2 separate regions of the Pan troglodytes genome follow, and region 2 is linked to region 1. Evidence: chromatin contacts called from public HiChIP or PLAC-seq data. All regions are on one chromosome and are shown on one strand. The core of a region is the stretch at or near the end of the contact, and the rest is flanking DNA. Distances in the headings are between cores, read along the strand shown.

Region 1 (5,956 bases), core at 908-3,407:
GAAATTTTATTACGCATGTTAGAAACGGAATATTCTTTCGTGCTGAAGTTGTATTCTTATTTGGCCGTGCCCCTCCTGTTCGGAACAGTTTTAGAGCGATCTGTTAAACCCTCCAGTCTTCTTTGGCGCTTCCCGACTGTGGGAAAAGCGGCCGCGACGCCGTCCGAGCGCAGGGCAGGGATCCAGCCTTCGGGATTCCTTTGCCCTGAAGCCGCAGGAGAGGTTTCGCTCTCGTGCCTGGGGTTCCGAGGCCCTCAATTGCCTGGGACCCACCCTCGTTCCTCCTTCACCTCCCCTCCACTTTTCCCTTTTATCTTATCCTCGGGAGGCCTTGGGCCAAAGCGATGACCTCTTAGACATTTTAATACCCGGAGTAAGGAGAGTAACACGCACCACGCTCTCCCCCAAAGCCCAGGGCCCGATGAGCCAGTGAAGGCGTGTCAGGAGGGTCCGGCGTCAGGAGCAAATGAGGTCCTTTTGGTGCCTCTTTCTAGAAGGAAACTTCCCCACCTCGGGTCAGCCCCCTGGGAATATCCATGCATCCCAGACATCAAAAGACACTGAGAAATGCGGACCGGGACTAGACGCCCCGGCTTCCTGACTCGTCGGTGTAAGTTGGAGAAGGGAGAGAAGGAGCCCTGTGCCCCACGGGCGGCAGGCACCCTTCCCCGGGACTGGCTCCTGGCAGCCCTCCACATACCGCGAGGCGGGTCGATCCCTCGAGTCCCGGGCGGGGATCCCTCCTTCGGCTTCCCCAGCAATTCCCGACCCCGGAGCGAGCCCGGCTGGGCGAGGGGCGAGGAGCAGGGGGCAGGGGGCAGGGGAGACTTAGCGCGGGGCGCAGGTACCATGTCCGCGGGAAAGTCCCCTTGCTAGGGCGCAAGACTCCTCTGAACTCGCTGCCCCACCCGATGCGCAGGCTTTCTCTAGAGGGGCTGGGGCTGGGGTGCCCGCTCAGGAGACCGGGAAACAGAGGCTGCTACCCGAGGCAGGCCCTCGTCCAGCGAATGGGCGAGGTGTGCAGAAGCGCAAAGCCAGGCCTTGGAAGGGGGAGCTTCTGCCTCCTTCCCCCTTCCTGGGCTCCCGTTTTAGGAGGAATATTACTGTTTAAAGAGACCCCACTGAACTATTTCCTGCTCATTGTCACCTCTCCTTCGCTCTCCTCGCGTAAGTTCTCACCGAAAGGTAATAAAACAACCGCTGCCGACACCGCTTGGCGCTGGGCCGGGCGGGGAAAGCGCCCCGAGTCCCGCTAGTCCGGGACCACCCCGCCAGCCCCGACCTTCTCCCACCTTCCGCGAAAGCAATGACACAGCAGAAACCACGCACACGCCTGGCACACTCGATGCGCGCGCTGACCTCGGCATCAAGTCCTGTTTTTATAAGAGAGCGAGGAGGACACTTCCCAGAAGGGGTTGTTTTGCTTTTGCTTATTTCCGTCCATTTCCCTCTCTGCGCGCGGACCTTCCTTTTCCAGATGGTGAGAGCCGCGGGGACACCCGACGCCGGGGCAGGCTGATCCACGATCCTGGGTGTTCGTAACGCCGCCTGGGGCTCCGTGGGCGAGGGACGTGTGGGGACAGGTGCACCGGAAACTGCCAGACTGGAGAGTTGAGGCATCGGAGGCGCGAGAACAGCACTACTACTGCGGCGAGACGAGCGCGGCGCATCCCAAAGCCCGGCCAAATGCGCTGGTCCCTGGGAGGGGAGGGAGGCGCGCCTGGAGCGGGGACAGGTGAGGCCGCGGGAACGTTCCAGCCTGGCGCGGCTGCGGGATCCGGGCGCGCTGGAAAAGCGAGCAGGACCCCGCGCGCGGGAATCAGGGAGCATCGCAGGCTGCCGGGCAGCCCCTCGCGGAAGTGCGGGCTGGGGCGGGCTGGGGCGGGCTGGGGCAGGCCGGGGCGTCCAGCTTACCTTCCTCCGGGGCTTGCCCCGCCGCTTTGATGGAGGTGCAAACATTTGGAGAAGGGCGGGGGTGTAGGGGCTGGGCCGGGGCTCGCAGGGCTGGGGCCCAGGATTTACATGAAACAGGCGTGCGGGAGCCCACTGTTGGCTCCCGGCCTCCCAGACCCGCCCGGCTGGGTCTGATATGGCCGCTCTCGGCCAATGGGAGGCTGCCCGGCACTTCAAAGCGTGCGCAGCCCAATCCGCCGAGCACCCCCAGCGCTGCCGCCGCGGCTCTATTTATGGGGAGGGCACTGAATTTCGGTCCCCAGAGACCTACACTAGTAGAGCCTTGGGGAGTTCAAGTGGAATAACTTCTCCCCACCCCTCTGCCCCCGTCTCCTCCCCCCAAGTCTTGGTCCGCGCCCTCCTCCCGGGTCTGTGCCGGGACCCGGGACCCGGGAGCCGTCGCAGGTCTCGGTCCAAGGGGCCCCTTTTCTCGGAAGGGCGGCGGCCAAGAGCGGGGAAGGTGGATCTCAGGTAGCGAGTCTGGGCTTCGGGGACGGCGGGGAGGGGAGCCGGACGGGAGGATGAGTTCCCCTGGCACCGAGAGCGCGGGAAAGAGCCTGCAGTACCGAGTGGACCACCTGCTGAGCGCCGTGGAGAATGAGCTGCAGGCGGGCAGCGAGAAGGGCGACCCCACAGAGCGCGAACTGCGCGTGGGCCTGGAGGAGAGCGAGCTGTGGCTGCGCTTCAAGGAGCTCACCAATGAGATGATCGTGACCAAGAACGGCAGGTGGGTGCGCGTCCGGAGCCCGCGCGCGCCGCGCTCTCCAGCGCCTGGGCAGCCTGGGGGACCTGGCAAGTTCCCGGAGGTCGAACCCTTTTTCTCCTGGAGGAGGGCTTTGTGTTTGTTCCCGCTCTGGTTAACTCCCTCGAGTGCATTTCTCCAAGCCCCTCTTCTGGGGCTTTCTCCGCGGAAGCTTGGGGAGGAGGAGCGCGCACTCCGGTGTCCCGACCTCGGAGGCATCCCGGGACCCGCGAGGCGCGCCCTGGTCCCCGCCTGTCCCCGCGGGATGTGGCCTCCTGCACTGAAACCCTTCGCCAGGTCCTCTCCTCCCCGCCCTCCCGAGGCCGTGGAGATGGTGAGGAGGCCACCCGGACCTGGCAGGGCTCGGGGAAGGGGGAGCTTGGGAGTCACCTTCGGACGTTCCCCAGGGGGCTCCTCTGTGCCCCGAAATAACGGAGGCCTCTGTGCCCAGCTTCTGCCTCCGGCCTACCTGGTCAGTGTCGGGGTCCTCCTGCGCCCGCCCCGTGTTTTCCAGGAGGATGTTTCCGGTACTGAAGGTGAACGTGTCTGGCCTGGACCCCAACGCCATGTACTCCTTCCTGCTGGACTTCGTGGCGGCGGACAACCACCGCTGGAAGTACGTGAACGGGGAATGGGTGCCGGGGGGCAAGCCGGAGCCGCAGGCGCCCAGCTGCGTCTACATCCACCCCGACTCGCCCAACTTCGGGGCCCACTGGATGAAGGCTCCCGTCTCCTTCAGCAAAGTCAAGCTCACCAACAAGCTCAACGGAGGGGGCCAGGTAGGTGTGAGGAGCCCGCCAGGTCTGGGACCAGCGAGGAGGGGCCGCGCTGGGCCTTCTGCACGGGGGTTGTGGGAAGGGACGCTGCTTGAACGGGAGGCGACGTCTGCCCTGGAGAAACGGCCACAGCCTTCTCTAATAAGGCCTTTAGCGCTGTTTATACTAAGCTGATAACATCCACGCCTGGCGAACGGGGAGCGGGAGCACTCCCCTTTGAAGGACTGGAGCTTTGGGGGAACTTCCGTGTCTAGCCCTAAACTCTCCTGGGGGTGGAAAAGATATCAGCCTTGATGGCAAAGTCGCATTTAAATTTAAACATGCGCCACACTACTTACTGCGTGGAGTCAGAACAAACTTGTAAAGTCGTGCTTTTCTAAAGAACATTCTTTAGTCGGGGATTGTTCCTGGAAGACCCCAGGTTAGGCAAGTTGCAAACAAGCTCAGTCTTTTAAAAATGTCCATAGCCTTCCTGAAAGCCTTAGTACTTTATTCCACCAGGTGAAAGGATTTTGTGATGAGCATTCATTGCTTTTAATGGTGTGTAGCGTCTCACATCCCTTTTCCAAACAAGCTGTGGGAATAGCACATATAAACCGCAGAGAAGCCTCCCCTGGTGGAACCCCACTTCCCTCAACAGCAGAGACACTTTCTTGGGATCCAGAGGACTTTCTGCATCCCGGAGAAATGGATGTTTTGCTGTTTTAACGCAGGCCGTTCAGTGCCACCAATCCTGTATCTGTCTCCCTCAGATCATGCTGAACTCCTTGCATAAGTATGAGCCTCGAATCCACATAGTGAGAGTTGGGGGTCCACAGCGCATGATCACCAGCCACTGCTTCCCTGAGACCCAGTTCATAGCGGTGACTGCTTATCAGAACGAGGAGGTGAGAAGGACAGAGGCGGATCGCTTTCCCGGTGTGCTGCGGTGTGGTGTGCTGCTCCGTGGAGACTCTGGAGGAGCGGGGAGACGCGCTAACCCGCACTGAGAGGAAGGCTTCCTGCCCTTTCAAATAATATTCCGGAACTTGAAATGGAAGCACAGGAGAGAACTGTTTAAATTAAGTCCCCATTCAAATATTTTCCCCTTGAATTCTCCATACAAGTGTTTAAAACTAGAAACAACTTCTCAATGCTCAAAATGAAAAGATCCAAAAAGCATTCAGGTTAAATGGTGTGAGAATTTCTTGAGAACAAGACTTGAGTGACAGAGGGGCATGTCCTTCCTTGGAAATCTTCCCCAAAGGGTGGGGGGGCAACCCCTCAAATCTCTGCAGTGTGAAGACTCAACTAGATACAAGCTACTGCATAGGTGCCTGTAAATCTATGCCTAAGCCCAACCCCAAAGTACTGCACATTCAACATTAGTTGGATACCTTGTTGGTGTTGACGTTGACCGAAATCTAGAACTTCCAGGTCTCTATTTCCTAAGCAGCCCCAGCCTGTGTTTTCAGCCATTTCTGATTTATACACATGGAACATTGTTAGTAGTAGGTTAAATTTATTGTGAATCCCACTCAGAACATTGACATTGAAAATTTTTCATAAGCATGCTACTCTGTACAATTACTCAGCTATTTTCAGTTCCAAATAGAAAACTGTATGTGGAAAGAAGTCTGATTATATTTGAAAATTTAAAAGTGGTACTGGCATTTCTCAATTTCTTGGTGCCAAATTAAATCCCCTGGCTAATAGGGAATATACTAGTAAATGCAATTTCTTGTTTTTCAGATCACAGCTCTTAAAATTAAGTACAATCCATTTGCAAAAGCTTTCCTTGATGCAAAGGAAAGGTGAGAGAATTCTAACTATAAATACCCTTGGGCAAAGAAGTATGCAGAAAGATGAAATATTGCTGCACATACTCTTTTCTGAATTTCCTTATGTTTGAAAATTCGATATACTTTTTTTTTTTCATTTTGATAGAAGTGATCACAAAGAGATGATGGAGGAACCCGGAGACAGCCAGCAACCTGGGTACTCCCAATGTACGGTTTGTTGCACTCTGTCATGTCATTCTGCGTCATCGGGACTAGACTTGCTGAGAGCTGGGAAGTGGAGATGGAGAAGACAAGGGTGTTTCTGGGTGTGCCTGGGATGTAAGATTGCCTTTTTGCCATGCGAGGCTCTTGGCCCTGTGATGTTGAAGCTGTGTTGCCCATCTAACCTCTGCTCTAATCGGGGCTGTGGATACTCTCCTGGGTGCTTTTGTTTTGCCGTGAGGCAGCTGCCACCATGCCTGGGGTGGATCATTGAGACCTAGCTGGGTGTTTGGACTCTCCTGTATTAGGCAACAGGAGAATCTAGCTCATTACATCCTCTTTGAGGCTTTCATTAATGGTTGAAGAGCCATCTTTCCAATGATGCTTAGGAACAAAATTTTTCCTTAGCCCTGTGGTTCTAGGAATGTCTCACCAGCTCCTGTGGCTCTGAGGATGAGAGAGTTGGATTTAAGTCTAGCTCCCTCTAGGACTTTCAGGAGTCA
Region 2 (5,956 bases), core at 1,718-4,217, 230 kb before region 1:
ATGGCAACATGAAAGAAATACTTTTTGTGGCAACGTGGGGGAAGTATGGCTTTGAGAGTTGCAGAGAACTTAGTTCAAACCCAAATTATCCACTTACGTATGTCTTTTGTCTTTACATACTCCAATTTGTACTCCTTCATGGAACGGAAACTAGTGGAAAGCTCAGAGGTCCCAATTGAGGCCCAAATGTGGGAAGTAAAGCCTCTTGACCCCAGCCCAGTGGTGGCAACAGTGCATTAGGGGCAGATGCCCTCAGTAGAGTTTCTCCAAGTGCTGGACACTGACCAGCAGCCTCAGAGTCACCTGCAGTGCCCATTAGCCATGCAGCTTTCAGCCCCAACTCCAGACCTTCTGAGTCTGAGGCTGGGATCTAGGAATCTGCCAAGGATTCTTCTGACAGCTCAGGTTTCAGAACCACTATCCATGAGGAAAAGAAACATATTAAGGGCTAAGACAGAGCAGCTATGAGATCCAGGAGCCTGTTAGCACATGGAGAGTCTCCTTTTCCACCAATCTTGCAGAGCAGTTTGGCTTCATTCAAGAAGCCACTCAGTTTCCTTATACCTACCTTCTGGGTTGATGTGAGAAGGAGAAATAATGTACAAATAGTGCCTAATGATCAAGAAAAGGTAGCTATTAATAATATTATTATTAATAATCAAGACTCCCTCACTTTTCACAGGTTGTACATTCCTAACCCCATCATGAAGCATGTTCATGTGGAACAGAACAACCTTCCTGGTGTTATTATAAGACTGCAATATTGTGTAATGAGATACACTTTCAGTGACGATCAAGGTCAGCTGTGACCAATAGAGACCACGATCCTAACAGAAAATGAACCCCACTCAATCAACGGCTTACCATTTTCATTCTCAAAGGCATTTCTTCTTCTTTAACACCACTTATTTTGAATAGATAGCATATGTAGACTGTTCAAATTTCAAAAAGAACAAAGGAAGATACAATGAAAAGTCAGTGTCACTCTTGGTCATCCTTAGAGGCAGCCACTACTAACATTTCTCCAGTATCTTTGCAAACATGAATGTATATATTTTCTTTGTCCCTATGCACAATGAGTAGCATACTTTATACACTATTCAGAACCTGGGTTTTTTTCTTGAAAATAAAAAAGATATTTCATATCAGCACATATAGAATTCCTTTATTCCTAATGGCTGTATACTAATCCACTAAGCGGATGCACCATAATTTATTTAACTCTCTCCCTATGGGTGGATATGTAAACTCTAATCTTTCCATACTAAAAACAATGCTGTACACATGAAATTGCACAAACTGGCTTGTCTATCCTAGGAAATCTCTAGATGGGCTTGCTGAATCAAAGGGGATGTCCATTATTAACACTAATACACTGCGGGTCACTAATGTTGAGAATTCCTGTTCACCAAAGGCATTTCTTTTATTTTTTATTTTAGAGACAGGATCTCCCTCTGTTGCCCAGGCTGGAGTGCAATGGCACAATCTTGGATCACTACAACCTCCACCTCCCGGGTTCAACCGATTCTCACGCCTCAGCCTCCCGAGTAGCTGGGATTACAGGCGCGCATCACCACGCCTGGCTAATTTTTGTATTTTCAGTAGAGATGAGGTTTCACTATATTGGCCAGGCTGGTCTCAAACTCCTGACTTCAAGTGATCCACCTGCCTCAGCCTCCCAAAGTGCTGAGATTACAGGCGTGAGCCACCGCACCCGGCTACCAGAGGAATTTTGTTTTATTTATTTGTTTTTTTTTGGAGACAGGATCTTGCTCTGTTGCCCAGGCTGGAATGCAATGGCGCAATCTTGGCTCATTGCAACTTCCGCCTCCCGGGTTCAAGCGATTCTTCTGTCTCAGCCTCCCAAGTAGCTGGGACTACAAGCACATGCCACCACGCCCAGCTAATTTTTTTATTTTTAGTAGAGAGGGGGTTTAACCATATTGCCCAGGCTGGTCTCGAATTCCTGACCTCAGGTGATCCGCCCGCCTCGGCCTCCCAACGTGCTGTGATTACAGGCGTCAGTCACCGCGCCCGGCCACCAGAGGCATTTTAAATGATCATCCACATTAGAAACAAAACGAAACGAAACAACTTGGAAAAGTGAGCAAAAGCCTTCAATGTGTTCTTTTCTCTGCCTTTGTGATCCGAAAGTCGTGCTGCGGTTTATATACTCCTAGGCGAGGGTCGCGTGCTAATGATCCCTTTCTTTCCAATATGCATCCGCGGTGGGACTTACAGAACCTTTATTTTCAACACGTAAGCAGTCACGCTTCCTCGAGCCTAAGGCTTTGTGCTATTCTTAAATGCTTTCCTCCTCCGACGCTGCGGCTCCCTCCTGAGCCCGTAGCTGCAGCGCGTTGGTGAGGAGCGCCGGCCCTGGGTGCCGCCCGCCACCCTGGAGGGACCGGTCCGGGGGAAAGTGCTCAGGAGAAGCCAGGGACCCCGGCTGCGGTCGCTGGCCCGGGGCTCTGCGCACTCCCCAGTGCCCGGAAACCGCAGGCTGGCCCAGCTTGCGGGCCGGGTCCGCCCACGTGGGTGTGGGAAGCGCGGGGGACGCGGGCCGCCCGGCCAAGGTGCCCTTGCCAGGAACCGGCGCAGACACAGGCCCTCGGCGCCGCGAGAACCCGGCCAGTCCCACCGCGCGCTGCGCCGCAGGGGCTCCACTGCAGGGCGCCCCAAGACCGCGCGACGCTCGGCAGGGCGCCCACAGTCCTGCGGGTCAGAGAGATGTCACCTCCACGTCCCCGCTGGCCGGGAGCCGCTGGAGTCTAGCAACCGCCCGCCAGCCCCGGCCCAGCCCCAGCCGTTTTACGGCAGCAGGCCCCGCCCCCGTGCGCCACCCAGGGCGGGAAGGAGGTGTGCGGCACGAGCCAGCCAGTCCGCGCCACCATCTCTGGCCCTGCGCCCTGTCATTGGCCGAGAGCCGGGCGGCGTGGCGCGGCCGTAAGGCGTGGCCGGGTGTCGTGAGGCGGGCCTTCGGGCTAGCTCGCCGTCGGCTGCCGGGGGGTTGGCCTGGGTGTCATTGGCTCTGGGAAGCGGCAGCAGAGGCAGGGACCACTCGGGGTCTGGTGTCGGCACAGCCATGGCGGGCGCGTTGGTGCGGAAAGCGGCGGACTATGTCCGAAGCAAGGATTTCCGGGACTACCTCATGAGGTGACGAGCGCCGCAGGCCGGACCCCGCAACCCGGACGGGCGCCCGGGAGGCTGCGACCCGTGCAGTCCGCGACGAGGGCGGCCGCGAGGACGCGGTGGCCCCGGGCAGCGGGTGGGCCCGGGCCCAGGCGAGAGGGTGCGCTTGTCAGGGGGGGCCCCACCCGGATCCCTCCCGGACCGCCACACCCCGAAGCGGACGGCGTAGAGAGCCGGTGACAGTGGGCGCCTTTCAGGGCGGGGGTGACAGTGGGTGTCCTCTCCCGGTAGGGTGACAGTGGGCGCCTTTCAGGGCGGGGGTGACAGTGGGTGTCCTCTCCCGGTAGGGTGACAGTGGGCGCCTTTCAGGGCGGGGGTGACAGTGGGTGTCCTCTCCCGGTAGGGTGACAGTGGGCGCCTTTCAGGGCGGGGGTGACAGTGGGTGTCCTCTCCCGGTAGGGTGACAGTGGGCGCCCCTCAGGGCGGGGGTGACAGTGGGTGTCCTCTCCCGGTAGGGTGACAGTGGGCGCCCCTCAGGGCGGGGGTGACAGTGGGTGTCCTCTCCCGGCAGGGTGACAGTGGGCGCCCCTCAGGGCGGGGGTGACAGTGGGTGTCCTCTCCCGGCAGGGTGACAGTGGGCGCCCCTCAGGGCGGGGGTGACAGTGGGTGTCCTCTCCCGGCAGGGTGACAGTGGGCGCTCCTCAGGGCGGGAGTGACAGTGAGTGTCCTCTCCTGGCAGGGTGACAGTGGGCGCCCCTCAAGGCAGGGGTGACATTGAGTCCCCTTCAGGGAGTGGGTGACGGTGGGCGTCCCTCCTGGCCAGGGTGACAATAGGGACGCCTCTCCTGGTAGGCATAACAGTGGACGCCCTTCCCGGCCAGAGTGGCAGTGGGGACCGGGAGGGACGAAAGCGACGGCGCTCCTCAGGACAGGGTGGCCATGGGGACGCCTCTCCCGGCAGGGGTGACAGTGGGCGCCCCTCAGGGCAGGGTGACCCGGCAGGGGTGACAGAGGCTCGTTAGTCTCCCATGGTTGGCAGTGGGCACGTCCCTCCAGGCCAGGTGACAGTGGCTCGCTCCTCCGGGCGGGAGTGGTTTCCTGGCCGGTTTCTACCAGATCCTCGGAGGGGGTCGCCGGTCACCTGCGGCCGTCCAGGTGTGCTAGAGGCGGCGACCTGGGTGTGGGGTGGGGAGACGCCAGCGGGAGGCGCTGCTGGAGCGGAGCTTCGGGTGCGCCCAGCGCGCTTCTGGGACAGCGGAAATAAAATGTGCTGGCCTTGGGTTCGCCTTTCGGTTTTCTCATTATAAGGACTTTAAGCTTGGGAGGAAGTACAATTTAAGATGTTTTTATATACGAAATTCTGTCAACCAAAGTAAAGCGACGTGTCTCTAAGGACATACTTTTTCTTCTTGTTCTATTTTCTGTTAACTCCTCCTTTCCAGTTAGAAACAAAGAGCATTCGCGGTTGGAAAGCCTGAAAATACACTTTCTATAATTTATTTGCACCTCTAATCTTGGGGCGCTTGCTTTTATTTCAAAATATTGAATATAACTTTGAAGCAGTTTTAGGTTATTTAGGAGTGTAATTTTAGTTAGTTTTTCAGTGTATGATTTTAAAACCTAGGTACGTGTACAGCTGCGTTTTTTTTTTTCGGTAGTTAATAGTGTGGTCAAGAGGTAAAGAGATGAAAGCTGAGGAGGAATAAATCCTGTTATAACCACACAAAAGGGATAGTGTGAAGGCAACTTGATTTTAGCAATAAAAAAGTTTTAAATCCTGAATTTTATTGCAAATACTTTTAACTTCTACTTTTATAGAGCAGTAGGGTAGGAAAAATAATTCAGTCTGCCATATGGTAAACTTGTAAACAGAAGCTTCACTTCTGACTTTCAAAAAAAGACATTTCTATGCTTAAATAGAACTACGATTAATTAAGATGGATGTTTAGTACTGTGGAGCACAGCAATGTATCAGATTAATGGTAGTAAAAATGTGAACAAGGTAGCAATCTGAGGGTATGCTCTTAATCCTTGCTGTTAAGTTCCTTTACAGCTTTGAATATTACTTTAGCTTTTTACTAATGTGTTGGATACTGAGCCTTCCTAATAGGTACAGCTAAGGATAACATTGTGTGGTAAAATTAAAAATACAGTTATGACACCTAGCTATATAAAAATTATGCTGATAATTACTTAACCGTTTTCTTTTTTTCTTTTTTTTCTTTTTTTTTTTTTTTTGAGACAGAGTTTCTCTCTTGTTGCCCGGGCTGGAGTGCACTGGCACTATTTTGGCTCATCCAAACCTCCGCCTCCTGGGTTCAAGTGATTTTCCTACCTTAGCTTCCCAAGTAGCTGGGATTACAAGCGTGCGCCACCACGCCAGGCTAATTTTGTATTTTTAATAGAGACGGGGTTTCTCCATGTTGGTCAGGCTGGTCTCGAACTCCCGACTTCAGGTGATCCGCCCACCTCGGCCTCCCAAAGTGCTGGGGTTAGCAGGTGTGAGCCACCACGCCCGGCCCTAACAGTTTCATTACATAGGAAGAATTTGTTAAATATATTTTCAAGGAAGAGAGTTCTGCTTTTCTAAGTGTTATATTTTCTTCTACTAAATGGGTTTCCAAGAGCCAGGCTTTTCAATAGGATACTTCAGTATATCATCTAACCTTTTTTTCTAAAATTAACTATGTAGCTTTAAATTTTTCTACTTTCTCCAGTATTTAATTCAATTACACTTTGACTAAATAAGGAAAAGAAGAGAATTGCATTACTCAGAACAGTGTTGCCTGGTAGAGCACCAGACTAAGATTCAGAAGAATGACTT

The links. HiChIP or PLAC-seq counts read pairs in DNA pulled down with a chosen protein or histone mark.
Region 2: an H3K4me3 HiChIP or PLAC-seq map of stem cell-derived excitatory neurons shows a contact between it and region 1, with 3 times the contacts expected there. The contact joins the promoter of MPC1 here to the promoter of TBXT in region 1. A contact is called at or near these places in 3 of 7 Hi-C or Micro-C datasets (blood, induced pluripotent stem cells and stem cell-derived neural progenitor cells) and 1 of 1 datasets of contacts at active chromatin or transcription factors (stem cell-derived excitatory neurons).

What each region holds. Positions count from the first base shown.
Region 1 is chr5:178,259,717-178,265,672 of NHGRI_mPanTro3-v2.0_pri, reverse strand. TBXT (T-box transcription factor T) reads left to right here and starts at 2,157. Exons shown (of 8, transcript XM_009452368.4): 1 at 2,157-2,680; 2 at 3,210-3,474; 3 at 4,224-4,358; 4 at 5,203-5,264; 5 at 5,398-5,459. The coding sequence starts at 2,475. LOC134810392 reads right to left here and starts at 3,547. Exons shown (of 4, transcript XM_063813657.1): 1 at 3,165-3,547; 2 at 394-2,867. The coding sequence starts at 1,959. The coding sequence ends at 1,144.
Region 2 is chr5:178,487,898-178,493,853 of NHGRI_mPanTro3-v2.0_pri, reverse strand. It overlaps MPC1 (mitochondrial pyruvate carrier 1), which reads left to right and starts at 2,967. Exons shown (of 5, transcript XM_063813667.1): 1 at 2,967-3,156; 2 at 5,082-5,085. The coding sequence starts at 3,086.